Linked DNA regions of Oryctolagus cuniculus: region 2 is linked to region 1. The links are chromatin contacts, called in public Micro-C maps. All regions are on one chromosome and are shown on one strand. The core of a region is the stretch at or near the end of the contact, and the rest is flanking DNA. Distances in the headings are between cores, read along the strand shown. Region 1 holds the start of PRIM1 (DNA primase subunit 1). Region 2 holds the start of ZBTB39 (zinc finger and BTB domain containing 39).

Region 1 (5,936 bases), core at 2,239-4,738:
AACTCTACCTTTCAAATAAATGAAAAAATCTAAAAAAAAAAAAATTGCAGCTATGAGGGTGCTTCACAAAGTTCATGGAAAAATGGAATTGCAGAGTTTGTTTTGGTGCAAAAATTTTTGAAATTCATGCATAGTTTTTTCATGATATGCATTTTCTGTGAACTTTTTGAAGACCTCTCACATAGGATTTTATTTTTTTTTTAATATTTATCTTATTAATTTGAAAGACAGAGTTACAGAGAGAGGTAGATACAGAGAGAAAGAGAGAGGTCTTCCATCCACTGATTCACTCACCAAATGGCTACAATGGCCAGAGCTGAGCTGATCCGAAGCTAGGAGCCAGGAGCTTCTTCTGGGTCTCCCACATGGGTACAGGTGTCCAAACCCATCTTCTACTGCTTTCCCAGGCCATCAGCTGGGAGCTGGATCAGAAGTGGAGCAGCAAGAACTCAAACTGGTGCCCATGTGGGAATGTTGGCACTGCAGGGGGCCTTTAACCCACTGAGCCACAGCACTGGCCCTTATTATACTTTTTTATTTGTGTCTATTGCCCCAACAAAAAAACTGCTTTCTTGGAAGCAGAAGCCATTCATTAGTTTTTTTTTTCTCCCTAGATTCTACCTAAGTGTCCAACACGTACGATATTGGTCAAGATTCTCATGTACATATGTGTGTGTGTGCGTGTGCATTTATACACACACACACACATATATATGAGTACTTCACAAAGTTTGTGAAAAATAAAATTAAAAGATAAACTTATTTTGGTGCAAAAAAAATTTAGAAATCCACATACATACATTTTTCATGAATGTTTAAAAACCATCTCATATGCACAGGTTTCAAAATTTTTTGCACCAAAATTAATTTATTTTTTAATCCATTTTTCCACAAATTTGTTTGAAGTACCTTCATACAGCTATAGACTGCGATATATGAGAAGGGATTTATTAGGGGAACTGTGTCACACCATGGACGATAGGGGTGGGGTGGGAAGAAGTCCCATGCCAGGGACTCTGGTGGCTGCCCAACTCCAAGTCCAAAGGCCAGGGAAGGCCTGGCAAGCCTGGAATTCTCATGTCCAGGAGCAGAAGAGTGACCCTATTCCTAGAGAGTGGAAACCACCTTCCCTTTGCCTCATTCGTTCTATCCAGGTCCCCAGCTGATTGCCTGGGGCCGGCCCACAGTGAGGTGAGATGTCCTCTTGGTCCATAGATTCCTGTGCCAGTCTCCTTACAAACACAGATGCAACGCTTTACCTATAGTTTAGGTGTTCCTAGTCCAGGGGACACATAAAATTAACCATGGCAATACGTTCATTAACTATTTGCGAAATAAGTGAAAGAATGAAAGAGTGACTGATGAGTCATCTTCACAAAATAGATCATCCTTTTAGATGCTAAAAACACCCAGAATAACGTTAGAGTTGAATGGCAAGGGAGGTCCATGAGTAGGTTCCAAGCCTGCAAAGAACTTAGGGAGAGAGATCTGGGCTGATAGGCAAGTCCAAAAAGGTTGAAGAGCGTGGGCTAACCAGAAGCCGTAAGACTTGATGGAGAAAAGGGTTTTGTATCACTGTGGATAAAAGCACAAGGGGAAATTATCTGAATGGCAACACCGCCTCCTAGTGGCACTTGGGATAAAGGTCTCTACAGTTGATCTTAGCCAAAGGGCTGAGAAGCAATATAAAGGTCTCCACACCAAAGCATCTTTAAAGAACCTTGTCTTGTGTGGCTCTGGACTTTGGACTGTGTACCACATACTCCTTAGTTTATCCAATGTAACCCTCACAACAACCTCTTGTAGAAAGATACAGCAGCATACAGCTTAGGAGTTAAACATAAAGACTCTGGAAGCCAGGCTATCTGATTCTCTGCTTCATGCCTCTGCCACATACTAGCTCTGTGATGTCATTCATGTTACTGAAATTTTCTGCATTATGGGAGCACTTCAAAAAGTTCATGGAAAATGACAGTAGGGGTGGAAGCTGTGGCACAGGCGATTAAGCCACCGCTTGTAACACCCACATCCCGTATCAGAGTGTCAGTTCAAGGTCCGGCTCCTCTGCTTTGGTCCAGCTTCCCACTAATGCATTCTGAGAAGCAGGGGGTGGTGGTTCAAGTGCTGGGGCCCCTGCTACACACATGGGAGTCCCAAATGAAGTTTCAGGCTCCTGGCTTCAGCCTGGCCTATCCCTAGCATTTGGGGAGTGAACCAGCAAGTGGAAGATCTCTCTCTTTGTCTCTCTCATCTCCCTTTCAAGTAGATGCAAATAATTTTTTAAATTACTTAAAAAATAGGGACTGCTGTTGTGCCAGAGTGGGTCAAACCACCACGTGCAATGCACGCATCCCATATGGGTACTGGTTTGAGTCCCGGCTGCTCCACTTTCAATCCAGCTCCCTGCTAATGCACCTGGGAAAGCAGCAGAGGATGGCCCAAGTGCTTGGGTCCCTGCACCTATGTGGGAGACCTGGAAGAAGTTCCTGGCTCCTGGCTTAGGAGTGGCCCAGCTCTAGCCATTGTGACCATTTGGGGAGTAAACCAGCAGATGGAATCTCTCTCTCTCCCTGTAACTCTTTCAATTAAATATATAAATCTTTAAAAACAAATAAAATCAACCAAGTTTTGCATAGGAAGCCAGATCTCTAGGAATATTCAAATAGGTCTGATATACCTAGAGCCCATTTTTTTACTACTTTGCCCACAGGCACGAGGAAACCAGTTCATTTTCTGAATTAGACTAATTAGCAGCTGACTAGAGAGTCTAGTCTTTCCTTCCTTTCCTACTATTATTGTAAAAAATAAAATTTATTCAGATGATGGTTTTCTTTTTTTTAAGATTTATTTTATTTATTTGAAAGGCAGAGTTACAGAGAGAGAGAGGGGTCTTCTATTCGTTAGTTCACTCATCAGATGGCCTCAACAGCCAGAGCTGTGCCAATCTGAAGCCAGGAGCCAGGAGCTTCTTCCAGGTCTCCCACGTGGTGGGCCATCTCCTACTGCTTTCCCAAGCCATAGCAGAGAGCTGGATCGGAAGTGGAGCAGCCAGGACTAGAGCCACTGCCCATATGGGATGCAGGCACTTCAGGCCAGAGCTTTAACCTGCTGCGCCACAGCGCCGGCCCCATCAGATGATGATTTTCAAGTGACAGGATACTTGGTCCCCTGTCTTTCCCTCTCAATGTCTATAACTCAGCCTCTCAAATAAATAAATAAATCTTAAAATGAAAAAAAGCCCATCTTTGTACACAAACAAGCTAATAATATATTTTTTTAAATGATATGTTACTTCTAAACAGCCATAAGGTTAGCATGGAACATCTTTTTCACTTCATTCCCTAAGTCAGAACGTTTCCAGCCTCGTGTCTCCGGGGATCCTTCCAGAATAGACAGGGACCACAACAGCGGTGCCCCTAGTGCTCCCGTGGCCTAGGCCAACCCTAAGCAGGAACTACAATTCCCAGCAGCCCCAGCGTCGCGGGGACGCGGCCCAACGCGCCTGCGCAGTAGTGGGCGCTCGGGTCGTGCCGTTCCCGCCAATTCTTGCGGTAACCCTGCCTGGACCTGGTTCTGCGCTCATGGAGTCGTTTGACCCAGCCGAGCTGCCCGAGCTGCTTAAGCTTTATTACCGGAGGCTGTTCCCCTACGCGCAGTATTACCGCTGGCTCAACTATGGCGGAGGTGATGGAGGCGGGCGGCGGGGCGGGAATTGGTTGCAAGCGGGGGTCTTAGAACGACCATAATGTGCCGCCTGCGCGCCGAGCGTCGCGCCGGAGCCTTCCCACCGCTCTGCAGTGGGCGCCCCCGAACTCCCATCCCGGGTGTGAGCAGCTGGCGACCCCTACGTGGTCGGGCGCACGGCGGGAGCGCGTTACCGGGTCGCAGCAGGAAACTGCGGAGGCGTGATCTGCCCGGGACGGAGGCGCGCCTCCTGGGGAAGTGCAGCGGAATTTATTCGTGCCCACCGAGGAGAGAGAAGTGACATTACAAGTTTTAATATCGCTTATCCCTCGTAAATGTGGGATGGTAAACCTCTTCAAATTAGGGACTAGGTCCTGTCTTTTTTTTTTTTTTTTTCACCCCTAACACATTGTGGGGCATCTTCTGATGGATTGATGTCATAATATCCAGAGCTGACTGCAGCACCGAATTGACTAAAATGCGCACTTGTTTTGCAGTGGTAAAGAATTACTTCCAGCACCGTGAATTTTCGTTCACTTTGAAAGATGATATTTACATTCGCTACCAGTCCTTCAACAACCAGAATGACCTGGAAAAGGAGATGCAGAAAATGAACCCATACAAGATTGATATAGGCGCAGTGTATTCCCACAGAGTAAGAGAGCTCTTCTGTGTTTTGTGGCTTTGTTTTGTAAACCAAGAATGGGTCGACGCGCCCAGCGTTTTTAGATTAAGTTTGTTCTAGAGTGTGGAGAGCCGCGGCTGTAGCCTGTTTGTGTGCTTTGGCTTGCTGTGTTGCTGACTGGAAATCTTCTGGAAGTGATTTGCTTGCATTCTCACTGGGACAAAAAATTGAGTTATCTGGTTGAAAATCGGACTGGGGAGGTCGTGTGGTTTAAGAGCAGGCAATACTCATAAAAGAAGCCTTCGCTTCCAGCACTGGAGGTGTTTTCGATCATCTCTCACACTTGTACCCATTCCAGTCCCTTTGACCTGGCCGTGGTAGACACCTGAAGTCCAGCTACCGCTGCCAACATCATTCCTCTCACTTGCACTACTATAAAATCCTCCTCCCAGGGGGTCCCTGGAGACTAGAGGCCGCTGTCAGCACAGCAGCCACAGTGTCCCTGGTCCTCCTAAACCAACGCAGATTTTCAGATTTTCTGCTCAAAACCACCACGTCTCGTCCACCCCCCCGTTTCACTCAGACTAGATAGCTCCTCTCTCTCCTCTCCTCACGCCCCTCCTGGCACACTGGCCCTTGCTCAGGGCATTTCCACTGCCAACAACCCATTTCCCCAGATCACCACTTGGTTTATTCGCCCACCTCCTTCCAGTCTGACCCACATAGCCCCTTCTCAGTGAGACCTTCTTCATCCTGTCACTGGACCATCCTGAGTGCCTAGAATAACACCCACCAGAAAGAGTACACCATAAGCATTTGGTAAATGAATGAGCAAATTAAAATTTTCTTCATTCCCCTCCTTAAGCATATACATAGGATAATAGCTTCTTTATTAAGTTTTTTACGTGTTATACGGTTATCCATGTCTGTGGGAGGTTAGTTGCAGAACCTCCTGCAGACGTTAAAATCCCTGGATACTCTATTGTCTTACGTAAAATGGCATAATGTTTGCATATAACCTACACATGTTCTCCTGCATACTTTAAATCATCTCTAGATTATTTATAATACCAACTATAGTATAAATGCTTTATAAATAATTGTATTGTTTAGGGAATAATGCAAAAAGTCCACATATTCAGTGCATACGCAGGTTTGTGTGTGTGTGTGTGTGTATGATTGTTTTTTAATCTGTATTTTTTGTTGTTTAATCTTTTAATAAAATGTAGAAAGAAAAACTGGTTTACTCTACTGGTTTCCTCCCACAACAGTCAGGGCTGTGCCAGGTCAAAGCCAGGAGCCCAGAACTCATTCTGAGTCTCCCATGTGGGCAGGGTCCCAACTACTTAAGCCATCACCTGCTGACTCCCAGGGTATGCATAAGCAGGGAGCTGGAATTGGAGCAGAGGTGCCAGGACTGGAACCAGCACTCCAGTATGGGATGCAGACGTCCATGCTGCAGCTTGACCCGCTGTACCACAACCTATCCCAGTGGCAGTTTTAAAAGTTCTTCTGTTACACTTTTCTCTACATTGCTTTTTTTCTATTTTCCCCCTGTCTTTCATATTAGAGGCTTGCCTCAGATGTCTGGTTATTTTTTGCTTGCTGTTCATATTTAAGATTGGAG
Region 2 (5,936 bases), core at 986-3,485, 150 kb before region 1:
CACATTTAAAAATCAGATTCCTGCTTTTGTACTTGGAGAATATGTGAGCAGATCCCGGCCCTCCCCTTCCTGCTGGAGAGAGGTCGGTGCCTAAGGAGACCTGGTTAACCTGACCTCAGCTAAATTCCTGGCCCTTTCTTCTTCACTGAGCTTCGTGGATGTCTGCTATCGTGACTGACTGGTGATTCATTTTATTTTTTTTTAAAGATTTATTTATTTTTAAAGTCAGAGTTACAGAGAGGGAGGGAGAGAGAGGTCAATTTTCCATCTGCTGGCTCATTTCCCAAATGGCAAACAGCCAGGTCTGGGGCAGGCAGAAGCCAGGAGCCAGGAGTTTCATCAGAAGGTCTCCCACGTGGCTGCAGGGGTCCAAGGACTTGGCCATCCTCCGCTGTTTTCCCAGGCCAATAGCAGGGAGCTGGATCGGAAGTGGAGCAGCTGGGACATGAACTGGCGCCCTTATGGGATGCTGGCCTCACAGGCATCAGCTTTACCAGCTAGACCAGGACACTGGCCCCAGCTATTTTTTAAAAAAAGATTTTATTTATGTATTCATTTGAAAGGCAGAGAGAGAGAGGGAGAGAGAGAGAGAGGTGGAGAGACAGAGATCTCCCATCTGCTGGCTTTCTCCCCAAATGGCTACAATGGCCAGAGCTGGGCCAGACTGAAGCCAGGAGCCCGGAACTCTATCCAGGTCTTCACATGGGTGGCAGGAGGCCATCTTCTACCGCTTTCCCAGGCACATTAGCAGGGAGCTGGATGGGCAGTGGAGCAGGCACATTAGCAGGGAGCTGGATGGGCAGTGGAGCAGGCACATTAGCAGGGAGCTGGATGGGCAGTGGAGCAGGCACATTAGCAGGGAGCTGGATGGGCAGTGGAGCAGCTGGGACTGGAACTGGAGTTCATGTGGGATGCTGGTGTGGGATGCAGCAGTTCAACCCACTGTGCCACAAGGCCAGCCCCGTGATTCACTTTTTAAAAACCTCAGTCTAACAGTATACATGTTATCTGCACACTTCAGGTGGTTTGCTGGCCCGAGGTACCAGGGTCCATGCTCCAGAGACAGCCACGGCAGCTGGTTAGCAAGAGTGAACAGGCCAAGCCCCTTCCATCTGGCACCTCGGTGTTGTGCTGGAGGTCTCGGGCCTGCTGGCTGTGTGATGTCCACTCCCGGTGCAGGGGGGGGCATGACCCCACTGCCCAGCTGGAAGGCTGGCCTGTCTGTAAGAACACTTTCGTGTGTGGGATTCCCTGCCCGCAACCTACAAGAGCAGCTTGTGTGGCTGTTTCCACGTCCTCTAGCTAACAAGCGGATGTTGGCCAGCGTGCGGTACTGCCCACTGGCTAATGAGGAGTGGAGAGGAGGACCCACAATCTTTCGAACTCATCCAGAGACTTGACCATTGCTGAGCAGCCACACGGGCAGCAGTCAGTTGGCAGCATCCCATGCGCCCCTCCCTCGCGTTTATCCTGCAAGGAAGTCCTGTCTCAATTGTGTGCCTACCCTGGGGCTCTGGGCCGGCTTGTGGCAGTGCCTGCGGTTGCAGGAAGAGAGGTTCAAATAAAGGGGGCGGGGGAGGCGGGTCACGGGGACTCCTGCTGTCCCTGGAAGGAGCGGAGGCAAGCAGGTCAGGCAGTTTTGGTTTGATAGCAATTCTTGGACAGGAGCCCTGGAGGCAGAGAGATGATGGAGTGCTCAGGCTTCGGGAAGCAGGCGGGGCGGCCACGGTGCAGGGGCATCCTGTGACTTCCCCCACTGGGCCATCTCGGATGGGGGGCAGCCGCAGTGGACCCTCCGGAGGGAGGGTCTGCCAGTGCGCACCTGCATTCCTTGGCTCACATTCACACTGCGCACCTGACCTCCCAGCCAGCCAGCCAGCGCGCTAAGAGCGGAGAGAGAGTCCGCGCGGCCTAACTTAATCAGCAAGCTGACCACTCAAACTGCAGCAGCGGACGTTTGAGAAGGAGCTTCCGGAACGATGAGACGCGTCACAGGGCAGCCTGGGGCTTTGGAGAGGGGATTTCACCTCCCGGGCACCAGGGCGCGGGAAGACTGGGCCTCAGCACCGAGGTCCAAGCTCGCAAAAGCCAAGCCTGGCCGCGTCGGGACCGCCCCCCGCGGGGCCTCGCGCCCGCCCCGCCGTCGGGGGGCGCTGCCTCCTCCCGGGCGGCGGGGGGCGCTGCGGGCCGGGCGGCGGGGGGCGCTGCCTCCTCCGGGACGGCGGGGGGCGCTGCGGGCCGGGCGGCGGGGGCGGCCCGGGCCGGCGCGGCGAGCGGCGCGGCGGATGGAGAGTCTGGCCGCGGCCAGCGGCGCCGCCTCCTCGTCGGGCCGGGCACAGCGGGCCGGGGCCTTTGTGTGAGGCGGCGGCGGCGATGGTGCTCGGGGCCCGCGGAGCCGGGTAAGCGCGGCCGGGCCGAGGGCTGCCCTGGCCGAGGCCCGACCCCGGCCCGGCCTTTTCCCCTCGCTCTCGCTGGGCTCCCTCCTGCCCGTCCCCGCGGCCGGACCCCTCCTGCCCGCCGGCGCGCGGACCCCGGCCTGCCCCGGCCGACCCCGCCGCCGCTCCCTGGGGCCCTGTCGGCCCCGCGCCCTCGCCCCCCTGCGCGGGGTCGCCCGGATGAACCCGCTGCTGTCTTGGAGGGGCCGAGGCGCTCGGTGCCCGCCCGGAGCCTGAGCGCCCCAGCCCGATCCAACGCCCTTCCCTCCCGCGTCCGACCCCCACAGGGCAGGGGAGACCGCGGCGCCGCCGGCTTGTTGGGGCGCCCTTCTTGGGAAGTTGCGACCCTCCCCGCCCGGCGGCCGCCAGTGCCCCCGACTCGCCGGCCATTGAGTGGCCGCCAGGCCCGGGAGCTGCCAGGCCGGTACCCAGCGACACTGCGGAGCTTCCTGGGCTCCAGGAAAAGTTGGGAGTTGTTGGTAGACTCGGGAGAGCCGGAGACGGGGGGCCGTGCTGCGCGGGGCGAGGCGGGAGACGGACGAGGGGACAGGAATGTGGTGGGCCTTTCTTCCTTGGGCTGCAGGAGTCCAGGGCGGGGAAGGCGGTGTGGACCGCGCCTCCAGGAGGCTTACCTGTGTGTGCAGTGGGCGTCTTTCTCCCGGGGACCTGGCCCGTGTACCCCTGAAGAGGCAGTGAGCAGGAGAAAAAGGCACAGCCCCCCCCCCCCCCCCCCCGTGCTTTCCTGCCCTGGGGTCGCCGTGTTTGCAGAATAAGCAGCCTCTGGGTGTCAGAGGCCAGGAGAGGGGGGCATTCAGGAATGAGATTTATTTAGGGGCTGGAAGGAGGCAGAGAAGGCTTATCTTTTCCTAGGGAGCTGAGGGAGCCTTGGTCGTTGCGTTCGGGGCTGTGTATGGTGTTTGGCCTTGGGAGGGAAGAGAGTGTACTTGCCGAGACGCGCAAGTTTGCTCCTGGGAGGAAAGGAGGCAGAGAACAGTCTGGGCCAGGCGCTCTGCTAACGAAGCGTGGGGTTGTGTCGGAGCGAACGCTCCCACTCGGCTCCAGGGTGCAAGTTTCCCACCCGGCCAGGCCTGCGACCCCTCTGCCTGTCTCTTGAGACCAAGCCACCAGGTCTTTTGCGGTCCTCTGGGAAACGTGGTATGGTGACGGTGCATGCAGGGGGCGGGGCCACTGTCTGGCCCTCCAGGGCCCTTCACTCCTGCTCGGAGTGGTGGTGTCTTCCGCAGAGCAGAAGGCTCATCCGTCTCTGTCTCTGGCTACCCACAGATCAAGCGGCTGAGAAGGAGGCGCCGTCATCGGAGCTGCTAAGATGGGCATGAGGATCAAACTGCAAAGCACCAACCACCCCAACAACCTGCTGAAGGAACTCAACAAGTGCCGGCTCTCGGAGACCATGTGCGATGTCACCATCGTGGTGGGGAGCCGCTCCTTCCCGGCCCACAAGGCCGTGCTGGCCTGCGCGGCCGGCTACTTCCAGAACCTCTTCCTGAATGCCGGACTTGACGCCGCCAGGACCTACGTGGTGGACTTCATCACCCCCGCCAACTTCGAGAAGATCCTGAGCTTCGTCTACACGTCGGAGCTCTTCACGGACCTCATCAACGTGGGGGTCATCTATGAGGTGGCCGAGCGCCTGGGCATGGAGGACCTCCTCCGGGCCTGCCACTCCACCTTCCCTGACCTGGAGAGCACTGCCGTGGCCAAGCCCCTCACCGGCCCCGGGGACAGTCACCCTGCGGCCCTGAGTTGCCCCTCAGCCGAACCTGCCCACCCGCTCGGCGAACTCCGCAGCGGTGGGGAGCACTTCGTCCCCGACAGAAGCTACGCGTTGCCCAGCGATGCCGGCGGAAGCTACAAAGAGGAGGAGAGGAGCGTCGCCGGCGACACCGGCCACGGCCTGCCTCTGTCGCAGCCGCCGCTGCCACCAAAGACAGAAGACCACGATGCTCCTGCTGCCTTCCCGTCCGTGCCCAGTGTGGTGGGCCAGCCAGCCCTGGGCACCGTCAGCACAGGCATCCAGGCCAGCGCGAGCTCCTGCCAGCCGTACAAAGTTCAGAGCAACGGAGACTTCGGCAGGAACAGCTTCTTCACCTCCGACAACGCAGTGGACGTCACCACGGGGGCCAACTCCTGTGTGAGCAGCAGCGACCACTCCAGAGAGCCGGGCTTCGGGCAGGTGGACGAGCTGCAGCTCGAGGACCTGGGGGATGACGAGCTGCAGTTTGAAGACCCCACCGAAGAGATCGGGGCCCCGGAGGAGGTGATCGAGCTGAGCGACGACAGCGAGGACGAGCTGACCTTCGGCGAGAGTGACAGCCGCGAGAGCAAGGCCATGCCCTGCCAGGTGTGCAAGAAGGTTCTAGAGCCCAACATCCAGCTGATCCGGCAGCACGCCCGGGACCACGTGGACCTGCTGACAGGCAACTGCAAGGTTTGCGAGACCCACTTCCAGGACCGGAACTCCCGGGTGACCCACGTGCTGTCCCACATCGGCATTTTCCTCTTCTCCTGCGACATGTGTGAAACGAAATTCTTTACCCAGTGGCAGCTGACCCTCCACCGGCGGGACGGGATCTTTGAGAACAATGTCATCGTGCACCCCAACGACCCCCTGCCCGGGAAGCTGGGTCTGTTTCCAGGGACAGCCTGCCCGGAGCTGAAGTGCGCTGCCTGTGGGAAAGCATTGGCCAAAGATTTCCACGTGGTCCGGGGCCACATCCTCGACCACCTGAACTTGAAGGGCCAGGCCTGCAGTGTCTGCGACCAGCGCCACCTCAACCTGTGCAGCCTCATGTGGCACACGCTCTCCCACCTGGGCATCTCCGTCTTCTCCTGCTCCGTCTGTGCCAACAGCTTTGTGGACTGGCACCTGCTGGAGAAGCACATGGCCGTACACCAAAGCCTGGAAGACGCCCTCTTCCGCTGCCACCTGTGCAGCCAGAGCTTCAAGTCGGAGGCCGCCTATCGCTACCACGTGAGCCAGCACAAATGCAACAGTGGCCTTGACGCACGGCCCGGCTTTGGGCTGCAGCTCCCAGCTCTGCAGAAGCGGAAGCTGCCGGCCGAGGAGTTCCTGAGCGAGGAGCTGGCTCTGCAGGGCCAACCTGGGAACAGCAAGTACAGCTGCAAGGTCTGTGGCAAAAGGTTTGCCCACACAAGCGAGTTCAACTACCACCGGCGCATCCACACGGGCGAGAAGCCGTACCAGTGCAAGGTGTGCCACAAGTTCTTCCGGGGCCGCTCAACCATCAAGTGCCACCTGAAGACGCACTCGGGGGCCCTCATGTACCGCTGCACGGTGTGCGGCCACTACAGCTCCACCCTCAATCTCATGAGCAAGCACGTGGGCGTGCACAAGGGCAGCCTCCCGCCCGACTTCACCATCGAGCAGACCTTCATGTATATCATCCACTCCAAAGAGGCCGAGAAGAGCCCGGACAGCTGACTGGCTCCCCGTGGAGCCTGGGGCAGCGCCCGCAGGGC

What was found. A called contact is a pair of places that touch in the nucleus more often than the background predicts.
Region 2: a Micro-C map of ear pinna shows a contact between it and region 1, with 5 times the contacts expected there. The contact joins the promoter of ZBTB39 here to the promoter of PRIM1 in region 1. A contact is called at or near these places in 3 of 6 Hi-C or Micro-C datasets (ear pinna, psoas muscle and an unstated tissue).

Annotation. Positions count from the first base shown.
Region 1 is chr11:59,493,795-59,499,730 of mOryCun1.1, reverse strand. PRIM1 (DNA primase subunit 1) reads left to right here and starts at 3,488. Exons shown (of 13, transcript XM_002720916.5): 1 at 3,488-3,684; 2 at 4,182-4,339. The coding sequence starts at 3,582.
Region 2 is chr11:59,642,683-59,648,618 of mOryCun1.1, reverse strand. It overlaps ZBTB39 (zinc finger and BTB domain containing 39), which reads left to right and starts at 2,235. Exons shown (of 2, transcript XM_070052424.1): 1 at 2,235-2,399; 2 at 3,720-5,936. The coding sequence starts at 3,763. The coding sequence ends at 5,898.